2 separate regions of the Gossypium hirsutum genome follow, and region 2 is linked to region 1. The links are chromatin contacts, called in public Hi-C maps. All regions are on one chromosome and are shown on one strand. The core of a region is the stretch at or near the end of the contact, and the rest is flanking DNA. Distances in the headings are between cores, read along the strand shown. Region 1 holds the start of LOC107901708 (U-box domain-containing protein 17). Region 2 has its middle 8.6 kb from the start of LOC121219005.

Evidence for each region. A called contact is a pair of places that touch in the nucleus more often than the background predicts.
Region 2: a contact with region 1 is called in a Hi-C map of leaf, with 2.4 times the contacts expected there. The contact joins the enhancer-like site here to the promoter of LOC107901708 in region 1. A contact is called at or near these places in 2 of 34 Hi-C or Micro-C datasets (hypocotyl and leaf).

What each region holds. Positions count from the first base shown.
Region 1 is chrD06:50,121,636-50,127,098 of Gossypium_hirsutum_v2.1, forward strand. LOC107901708 (U-box domain-containing protein 17) reads left to right here and starts at 2,470. Exons shown (of 2, transcript XM_016827802.2): 1 at 2,470-5,130; 2 at 5,227-5,449. The coding sequence starts at 2,966. The coding sequence ends at 5,128.
Region 2 is chrD06:49,801,018-49,806,480 of Gossypium_hirsutum_v2.1, forward strand. No RefSeq gene overlaps it. Among protein-coding and RNA genes, the nearest start is that of LOC121219005, 8.6 kb to the right of the region's middle. Within about 2 kb of position 3,119, at least 3 of the 9 cell types and tissues checked have an H3K27ac peak or open chromatin away from gene starts, as enhancers often do. A contact at or near this core is called in hypocotyl and leaf, where this site is marked.

The DNA.
Region 1 (5,463 bases), core at 1,220-3,719:
TAGAACACAACATATAATAAATAATGTATAAAGTGTGCATAAATAACATTATTGATATATACAATTGATGGTGGTGAAAAAATGTGCATGGTAAAATTAAAATAAAATTTTGATTGAGTGGTAAATTTAAATTTTTACTAATGTTATTGGCGTGGATTTAAATCCCTCCATATGCATATTTTTATTATTTTTTAAATGAAAGAATTAAAATATCATCAAATAACATAACTTATTTTAATTATGAAATGGCATTTTCATAATTTTTTAACCGAATTGATATCCAATTGACTCACCAACTCAATTAAAGACTTAAATAATAGTATAGATCATTAATCTAGCTATTACGCATTTTAACATCCAATAAAAGGATTTTTTTAAGAAAAAAAGTAAATCTTAAATTTGAATTGTTTATTATTTTAACAAAAAAAATCTTTTATATTGGACGAGATTGTATTATAAATTTTTTTTAAATCAAGCTTGTACTATTTCATAGTAAATTTTATAAATCCATGAAAAATTATCAAAATTTTTATATTAATAAAAAAAATAATTATAAAAATAGGGCGGAAAACAAATTATTTGAACAATAAAAAATAGTGTTGTCAACTTATCATATAATCACCTATAAAAATAATATTTTAAATTAAAAAGGAGTGACGTCACGGGAGTTTTTTCACCACTTGTTTTTTTAATTTTATATATTTTAGTTTTATAATTTTAGTCACTTGTAGGGGTGGTTGCGGTATGATTTTAAGTTTCATACCTCTATTTAATGAAAATTACAAAATAATCCATTTATTTTAATTTATCATAATTTGATATTTATATGTTTCAGATTTAAAAAGTTAGTCAAATTATTTAATACTATTAAATTCAATCATCAAATTACTTACCTCAAGATCAATTATTTATCGAATTCATATGCAAAGAATTTAAAAAAAATCATCAATTCAACTGTTTATACGTGGCTAATTAGAAAATTTTGAGAAGTTCATGTCTTTATGTTTTCTCATGTTCTAATTATTTTTTCTATATCATATATGTTTTCTATAATCATACAATGTCAAGTATTGCTAAGTTTGTTTTAAAGGTCTAATTATAAATTTTTATCTCTTTACATTATAAAAATTTGAAAACTAATCCCTTTACTTTTATTTGTTAAAATTTAATCCTCGTACTTTATTAAAACTAATCCAACTGTTGATAAAAGCATATAAACTTAAATCATTGATTCTTTTTTAATTTGCCATATATAAACTGTTGAATTAATGATTTTGTTAATTCTTTGCATATGAATTTGATAAACAGTTAAACTTGAGGTAAATAGTTTGATGATCGAGTTTAATAATATTAAAAAATTTGACTAACTTTTTAAATTCGAAAATTTACTGATATCAAATTATGATAAATTAAAATAAATGGACTAACTTTTAATTAATGTAAAATAAAGGTATGAAATTCAAAATTATACCACTTAGAACTAAAATATATAAAATTAAAAAAAATAATAAAAGTTTGGGTGACAAAGGGTGTAGATTTTGACATCACCACCCATTTTAATTATATTGTATTTAATTTTAAAATATTATCTTTTATATGTGATGTATAGATTAAGACTCATCTTTGTAAATAAATTGTTTTCGTATAATTTTTTATGAGAAAAGATTGTTTAAAATTGTGATTCCATGTCATTCTTATTGTTTAAAATTGTGATTCCATGTCATTCTTATTCCTTTCCAATAGGAGCATGACAAATAAGATTTTTCTTCTTGATTTTTAGTTTTTTCTCTTGAAAAAATTTAAATCCAACTAAGGGTGGGTTTGGATCGGTAGTGTGTTTACCTACGATTAGTGCAAAAATAGTGGTGGCGGTAAGATTAGATACTGTAGTAATGCTGTAGCGTGAGACAAAAAGTAAGCTAAACGAATCGCACCACGTCCAATCACCCGTCCAAATTCACCCTAAAAATGCTAAAAATTAGGAGGAAAAATCTAATTGGTCATGCTCCTATTAAAAAAGAATAAAGATGACATGGAATTACAGTTTTATACAATCCCTTCTCTTTTTTATATGATTAAGGTAGAAAACCTACAAAAGAAGAGTCAGCATAGAAAAAAGTTATTTTAAATTTTAAAAATCAAAATGAAAGAATTTTAACAGTTGGAATCAATTTATTGAATTTCAAAAAAAGAATTAAATGATTTCCCTTGTTTAAATAAAAATAAAAGTTGAATTCAAACAAATGCGTTTAATTTTTGAAAAGAAGAAAGTCAAAGATACTTAAAGTGAAATCAGTCCATAAAAATAAAATATTGAGACAGGCAGAGGGTTAAAATCTAATTTTGATATTCTCAAATTATTTGGTCAGCTCTACTAAACCAACAACAATCCCCCAAAAGAAACCTTCATATGCGTCTTTAATGGTTTAACCAAAATAAAGAAGATGACAAGGTAACCATAGCTGTACGCATTTAATAGCCCTCTCTCTCTCTTGCTCTTTAAACAGTAGAGTAGAAGAAACGAATGGACATTCAAAGCCATTCAAGTCATTTTCACAGCAACTGCATTGAAATTCTTTGAGAGAGAAAACACACAAACAAAGAAAACAAAAGGGAAAAGGTAGAAAATTAGTATATTTATTATTATTATTATATGTAAAAGAAAAGTCTTTCCAGGAAAATTCACTTTCCTTTTTGTTCCTTCATCTTCCTAAACAAACGCGGATTTTGGTTTTTTTATTTTTACTTAAATCAAAGAATCCCATTTTTTTCGTTTCGTATAAAAGTCTTTAATCGAAGACCAAATTTTGTTGACAACATCCTTTGAAGATTCAACTAACCACCCAGAGCTAGAATAAGGCTGAAAAATCTTCAAAAGCTAGAAATTCATTTGTTTTATTTTTTGCCGGAGTTGCTTCTTTTATTCTGACCCTTGTTTGAGAATTCAACTTCGGAGTTATCAACCATGGCAACTGCTGCCATATTTTCTTCTCTAAGGAGGAGAAGATCGCCGTCTCTAGAGGCTTTCTTGGCTCCTGTTGAGTTAACCCAAGTAGCTCTTCTTCAAACCTTGGCAGCCGTCTCCTCTGAGCTTATCTATTGCTTTTCCGACAAACCTTTCTTCTTCCAGCGGAGGAATTCTCGATCTTTGATTCGGAAGATAGAAATTTTCCTTGTTATGTTGGAGTATCTGAGGGATTCTGGATCACGGTCCATGCCAAACTTGCCTTCAACAGCCATCTTGTGCTTCAAGGAGCTCTATTTGTTGCTCTATAGGTCCAAGATACTACTTGATTATTGTGCTCAATCCAGTAAGTTGTGGCTTTTGCTTCAAAACCATTCAATTTCGGGCCATTTCCATGATTTGAATCAAGAAATTTCTACCCTTTTGGATGTTTTTCCAATAAATGATGTTGGATTGAGCGATGATGTTAGGGAACAGGTTGAGCTGTTGCAAAAACATGCTAGGAAGGCTAAATTGTATGTCGATAAAAGTGATGAGAATTTAAGGCTTAGGTTCTTTTCGTTTCTTAATGAATTTGACAACGGGAGGATTCCAAATCATGTGGACATAAGATTGTTCTTTGTGGAAAGACTGGGAATTAGGGATGCTAAAAGTTGTAGGTCTGAAATTGAGTTCTTGGAGGAGCAAATTGTGAACCACGAGGGGGATATTGAACCTACGGCTTGTGTGCTTAATGGGTTTGTTGCAATTACCAGATACTGTAGGTTTTTACTATTTGGTTTTGAGGAAGATGAGGTGCAGTTGCCTTCTAGGAAACAGAAGAAACCGAGGAAAGGGTTGATTACTCGAGAGATCGCGGATACCTTTGTAACTATCCCTAAGGACTTTTGTTGTCCAATATCTTTGGACTTGATGACAGATCCGGTGATAATTTCGACAGGGCAGACTTATGATCGGAGTTCGATAGTTAGGTGGTTGGAGGAAGGCCATTGTACTTGTCCAAAGACGGGCCAAATGCTCATCCATACTCGCCTTGTTCCTAATCGGGCTTTGAGGAATTTGATCATGCAGTGGTGCACTGCTCATAGTGTCCCATATGATCCCCCGGAGGCTGCAGATGCACCTGCAGAGTCATTTGCTGAAGCTTTGCCAATCAAAGCTGCAACTGAAGCTAATAGAGCAACAACAACCCTTCTTGTTCAACATCTAGCTAATGGATCACAGGGAGCTCAAGCTATTGCTGCTCGAGAGATTCGCTTGCTGGCTAAAACAGGAAAGAAAAACCGCGCTTTTATTGCAGAGGCTGGGGCAATACCACATTTATGCAAGCTGCTGTCATCTTCAAACCCTGTTGCTCAAGAGAATTCTGTTACTGCAATGCTGAACTTATCCATTTATGATAAAAACAAAAGCCTTATTATGGATGAGGATGGTTGTCTAAGATCGATTGTTGAAGTCTTGAGGCTCGGGCTCACAACGGAGGCGCGGGAAAATGCTGCAGCAACTTTGTTCAGCCTTTCAGCTGTTCATGACTATAAGAAGAGAATAGCAGATCAGGGAGGGGCAATTGAGGCCTTAGCAGGGTTGTTGAGAGTGGGGACGCCAAGAGGGAAGAAGGATGCCGTAACTGCTTTATTTAATCTGTCGACTCATTCGGACAATTATGCGAGAATGATAGAGGTTGGAGCAGTTACAGCACTTGTCGGAGCTTTGGGGAATGAAGGGGTTGCGGAGGAAGCTGCAGGTGCCTTGGCCTTAATTGTCAGGCAACCAATCGGGGCTGAAGCCGTGGGGAAGGAAGAAATGGCTGTGGCAGGGTTAATAACGATGATGAGATGTGGAACCGCAAGAGGTAAAGAGAATGCAGTTGCAGCACTGCTTGAGTTGTGCCGCAGTGGTGGGGCTGCTGCAACCGAAAGAGTGCTCGGGGCCCCAGCATTGGCTGGCTTACTTCAGACACTGTTGTTTACAGGTACGAAACGGGCAAGAAGAAAGGCCGCATCACTTGCTAGAGTGTTTCAGAGGTGCGAGAATGCATCCTTGCATTTTGGTGGATTGGGTGTTGGATATGCATTAGCAGGCAACTCAACTCCTCCTAACAGGGATCCACGATTCACGGATGACGTCTCAATGCCTATGTCTATCTCTGTGCAAGTATTGTAAAGGTAAACATCACAGTGCGGTACTGTCCTCCTCGCTTATATATAAGTTGTAATTTTTGTTGGTAATATATTTACAAATTCTTTCATTGAAAATTTCAGATAATGAGAAAAAAGAAAATTACCGAAATGAGATAATCCAATCATCTGTTGTGGGAGAATGATAGAAATGTCACTGAGCGATTACCTTCATCTTATTATATATATGTGATGTTCAGTGAGTTAGAGAACAACAAATACAGTAACACTGGAAAAGACCGTCACAAGCTCATGAATCATGAACAATAAAGAACTTAAAGCGACTGAATTTACATTTTGTTTTCAACTTGTGTGGAAAAT
Region 2 (5,463 bases), core at 1,869-4,368, 320 kb before region 1:
GTCAAGAGTGTGTATACTACTATAAAAGATAGGAAAGTTAGCTGTCAAATTGTAATATAGTTTGTTAGTATAACGAATAACTGAGAGTACTCTAAAGGTCGTACCCAAGGGATTGCAGTTTTGGGGAAAACTGCTATTAAGCCAATTACTAGAAATAATTACTAATCTACTCAAGTCACGAATTAGTAGTGTTAAACTGGAAGCAAGATGATAATAATAAACTAATTAAATTGAACTAAGTTTAAATCTAATCCTAGATAAATATATCGGCTTTTCCTATTCTTTGGTTCAACTACACAAGCTCCTTTAGCCTAGATCCAATTGCTTTACCTAATTAACTATTGATATATGGCTTTATTCAACCAACTAGTCATTAACCTAGTAGGGCCTCTCGGCCTTCCAGTAACCTCTCGATGTCATAGTTTAGACTAGATTGGGGTAAGGTTTTCACGAATAGACAATATTGATTTCAAGTTCATTCCCACCTATATAACTTCCTAAGGTCATCAAGCCTAGGGTTTTAAGTTCTTCCTATCTCAACCAACTAATGTGTTAAGAAACTTTACCTTCCAATCAATTAATTAGGTGCATACAAATGAAACATGAAAGATATAAATAAACACATATTATTCTAGTATTTACACAAACATTCAAATAACCAAGTTAATGAAAGAGATATAAATAATAGAACAAGAGGAACAGATGCTCATGGATTTATTGATGAAAGCATGGCTCTAAAACATTCTCCACTCGTGAAAGTCTCCCTTCGAAATAGGATCTTCCAATTACAAAAACATAACGTAAACTAAGTAAAAACTAGGAATGAAATAAAAAAACTAAGAATAATTTTTGTCTCCCTAAAATTGTGTGTTCAATCTGGTTACAATGGCTTTTATATAGGCTAAAATTGAAATATTAAAGTGTTTAAACTATCTTTGAAGTACTTAGAGTTCGATTAGGAAAAATACTCCTATTTTCCCTAAAAAATGCAGTTGTCACGTGTAGAGATTTTTGGGCCGCGCAAAAACGGTGTTGCAACATAGGTCGGTGTCGCAAGACAACAGGCAGTTTCGCTCCAGGACTTGTTTTTGTTTTTGTCTTTAATGTTGAGACATCAGTGTCTTGGGGTCGTGACATAGGCAACAAGTTCGTCCCAAATATGCATCTTTAGTTCCCAATTTTCCCTACAATACCATGTAACCTTATTTAGATATTTATGATATAATAAAAACTACTAAAAAGCATAAATTACTACTTTAAGCATGAAAACCTAAATATATACTAAGATGCTTTGATTTAACTATTAAACAAACTAAAGTTATGTGTAAAAAGGGATGTAAATAATAGTGTAATTCGTGACAGATCAAACTCGCCCACACTTAACTTGTTGCTTGTCCTCAAGCAACCAATACACATATATGGGAAAAAGAGAAAAGAAAAAAAAAATTAATACGAGAATGGCTTGATTTCTTTCTTTAAAAAAGCTAGAGTTAGTGAAGATGGATGTAAATAAAAACCTAAATCATGACAGATCATACTCCTACACTTGCAATCCTCTACACTTAACTTTTTGCTTGCCCTCAAGCACACCAAGTCTAGACATATTGCATGGAAAAAGGAGACGTCCCTTGGATTTTATTACTACTAAGAACATGATTGTCAAATATTAAAGGTATAATGATTCTTATCGCACTTGCAACTTAATCTTGATAGTTCGATGCCTTGAAAACTTTTTAAAGTAAATTAGGATTAGTTTGCAAAGTTACATTGTTAACAACTTAGAAGTAATTCCCATAACCAAATGTTTAACAATATCACCATTAACATAAATCAAACAGATAGGTAGCAGACACAATCATGTAAATAAAAAAATTTTATTCAGTATAATTGTTAGCAATTTCAGAAAGTTATGCACAGAGAACGCTTAAGTCACATTTGTCTTCTATGCTTGTAACGTTTTGTGGCTTAGTACGGTACGAGTTCGATGGAAGATATGGCTCCAAACAGTTCAAACACTAAAAATAGTTAAGCACATGACATTGTTCTCTTTCTTCTCCCTATCCAAGCTCTCCTCCTTTTATCTCCTTCTCTCACATTCATTATCTCTCCATGTAGGAAGATACAATTTAATACTAGCAACTATGGCTAGCTTAACAAGTTTTGGTGTTGAAGTGGAAGGCTTTCGATAGATCCTACTCCCAGACGCATGGGGGGAGGCTTATGGAAAAAATAAGGCTTACCAGAAAAATCATAGGTCGATCACAGTACCATATACTCTTGCAACTCGAAATTATGTGAAGAGTAAGGTCCTTCTGTGTTGAATCACAACCATCGACCAAGTCTACTCGACTTGGATTTACACAATGAAAGTGGAGTTACAAATGTAGTGTCTCAAATTTATAGATATGACATAAACATAAATAGTAGATGTGACTATCTTCAAGAGTCCCTCGCAGGTTTCGTTTCTAATAAAAAACACTATATGAACATATATACATGTCAGGGGGTATAGCCACTCGCGGGAACCCCTTGTGGGCTCTCTTTGTCTAACAATATACATTATACGGATATAAAAACATAGAAAGAGATATAACCACCCACCGGAACAATTCGTGGGTTCTCTTTATCTTACATTATTCATTATATGGATATACAAATATGTAAAGGGGTATAACCACTCTTGAAAACCCTTCGTGGGCTTCCTTTCTGAGATTTATATAGGCATTCATATATAAGCATATATAGACAATCATATTCATATACAGACAATGGCATCAAAATCCCTCTGAGGCCTTATATCAAACAATTCGCGTGCAATACCAACCTCCGTCTATGGGGTGTAACCGTCCATGAGTACTATAAACCTCTCATGGTCCTATGCTTCTTCTCTTGTCAATATAAAATATATACATACACTATGTGGTTCACAGTGAACTCAAATTTTTTATAACATATATAGACAGAAGGGTAACCTTCCGTGGGGTCTCACATTCGAGAATGGGGATGTACATACCCATTTCACTTAATGTTTTTATTATAATAAATACACGTATGCATGGGAAGGGGTCACACGCGTGAGGTTCATCACTCCATTTCTATTTCATTGTCTTTTTTTTAATATATATATATAATGTATGCATACGGGAGGGATGTTACACCCCGTGGGGAACCCCTCGTGGTTCCCCTTACTCTTATCTTTTTTCTTTTTTTTTTAATAGATGAGCACCCGTGATGTTCATCCCTTCATAAAAAAACACAGATAAATCATGCGGAGGATCCAACTCCTGACCTATTAACAACTTTTTTTTCTAATAAAAAACATATGCGGGAGGTACTCACCTCTCGTAAGAGTTCCTTCTCATTTAGCTTGCTATTGAAGGCCCCAAAAATTTTCTAGAGAAGGTCAGATAAATTATGCTTTAAGCGCATTAGATAGTAATTAGGGGTGATATTCTATTGAGTTGAGTAAAAAAATTTAAGTAAGTCGAGTTGACAAATTTTATTTTAACAATAAAACTTAATTTGAATTTTTTTCGAATGAATTGAGTCAAAAAAATTTGAGTCAAGTCGAGTCGAGTTAACGAATACTATTATTTATACTTAATATTGCGTTTACATGGACCGATTATTTAACTAGTAGACGAAGTACAAAATTATTTTACTACATAAACAATATAATGGTTTTGCCTTTTAACTTAATAGGTAAAAATTTATCAAAACAATGTAATTTTGTCTTTTCTTATTCGGATTTTCGGATAACTCGAATTGTGTAATTCCTATTCGAGTTAGACCAGAAAATTTGATTTTTTATTCGAGTTGATCTAAATAACTCAATTAACTTAAATAACTCGAAATATTTAATTCAAAATTTAAATTTTTTATCAATTTTTTTTGAATCGAATTGGATTTTGCTCACCTCTAACACTAATATCAAACAAATGAAGGGAAAAGAAACCAGCCTATTTGATATTTAAAATTACCATGAGTTGGGACAAGGGATTTTTAAATAAAATGATGCTATAGAAATTAAATTAAATATCACACCATCTTCGTGACATATGATTCATCGGACACAAATATTACATAAGTGAAATGGAGATAAATGCAAATGCACAATTGGTAGCTAGTGAACAACTTATGATATGAAATTAACCCGTAACCGAAATTTGGTGGGCATTCTTAGAAAAAAGTCTGGCATTGAAACTTGGTAATTGTATTAAAATTATAAAATTACAAACAAAGCTTTGAAATCTAAAGTTCTAAACTGCAAAATGATAATTTAAGAAAGAAGCGAGTATCAGTTTCTATGGCATTTATATGATCCTGGTATAATGAAATGATCAGGAAATTATTTTATGGCATTTATTTTTCAGACCTTAATTTTTATTGTTAATACTTGAGCATAGTAAAATGATTTTTTTTTCAGTTTTGATTGTTCTCTTGAATGCATTGAACTACATTTCCACAGGACTAAATTATTTTATACCCTAAAAATGAGGCCTATGCCTGGTAAAGCCAAAAAGATGAATTCAGGCGCGATTGGGTAGGAATATAACAAAGTTATATAACATGATTAACTTAACAATTTTAATGTTTATATATTTAATTATTATACGAAATGAATTACATATATAAGTAAATATAAAAATAACTCAAAATGTTGAAGCCAAAAGTCTAATTCATTTTTTAAAATGGTCGTATTTTTTATTATCTAAAACTTCATTTTATTAATGTATTACTTTTAATTAAACACTTTTACAATGTTATGAAAGTTTTACACTTGAGAATAACCAAACTCTTAAACGTATCTCCTTAAGCCACATTTTAGGCAAGGAATCCAACATAAGCTGTAAGGCCAACGTTCTAAGGGCTTTTGCATGGTCTCCAAACCGTTCACTTTCACATGGGCTTCAGTCTGAAACACAACCACGTCAAAACCCAAACTTCCCAAATTGCAATCATGAAGCTCAAGAAAACAATTTTAAGTTAATATTATTGATTTTCGACAATTAATTACGATAATATTTCTCATGGTACATAAATTTAAAATGCTAAGATTTGTCCTATAGTAATGATTTGATATAAAGGAGATAGCAAATGTCTGGTCTTGATCAAGGCGAGTCCTACGTTTTCTTTTAATACTTTGATCTTCTTCTTAGGTCGCACTGTAATCATGATTTAGAATTGGCCCATGATGTTTTTCAATGCAAAATTATGAACAACATATTGCAACCCCCCCCCCCTCCTCGCCGCCCTCTCTTTTTAAAAAAATTCCATTAGATATCCAATTGGTTCGTATTTATATAAGTTAAGCATCTACAAATAAATGAAAATTTTGTGTTTGGATTAAATTTAACTAGTTTACAATCGAGGGGCATTTCAAGATATTGATGAGTGAAATTCAAATACTTAAATGCTTGACTTCAATGGTTTGCAAGCTTAATCAAATTAATTAAAATAATT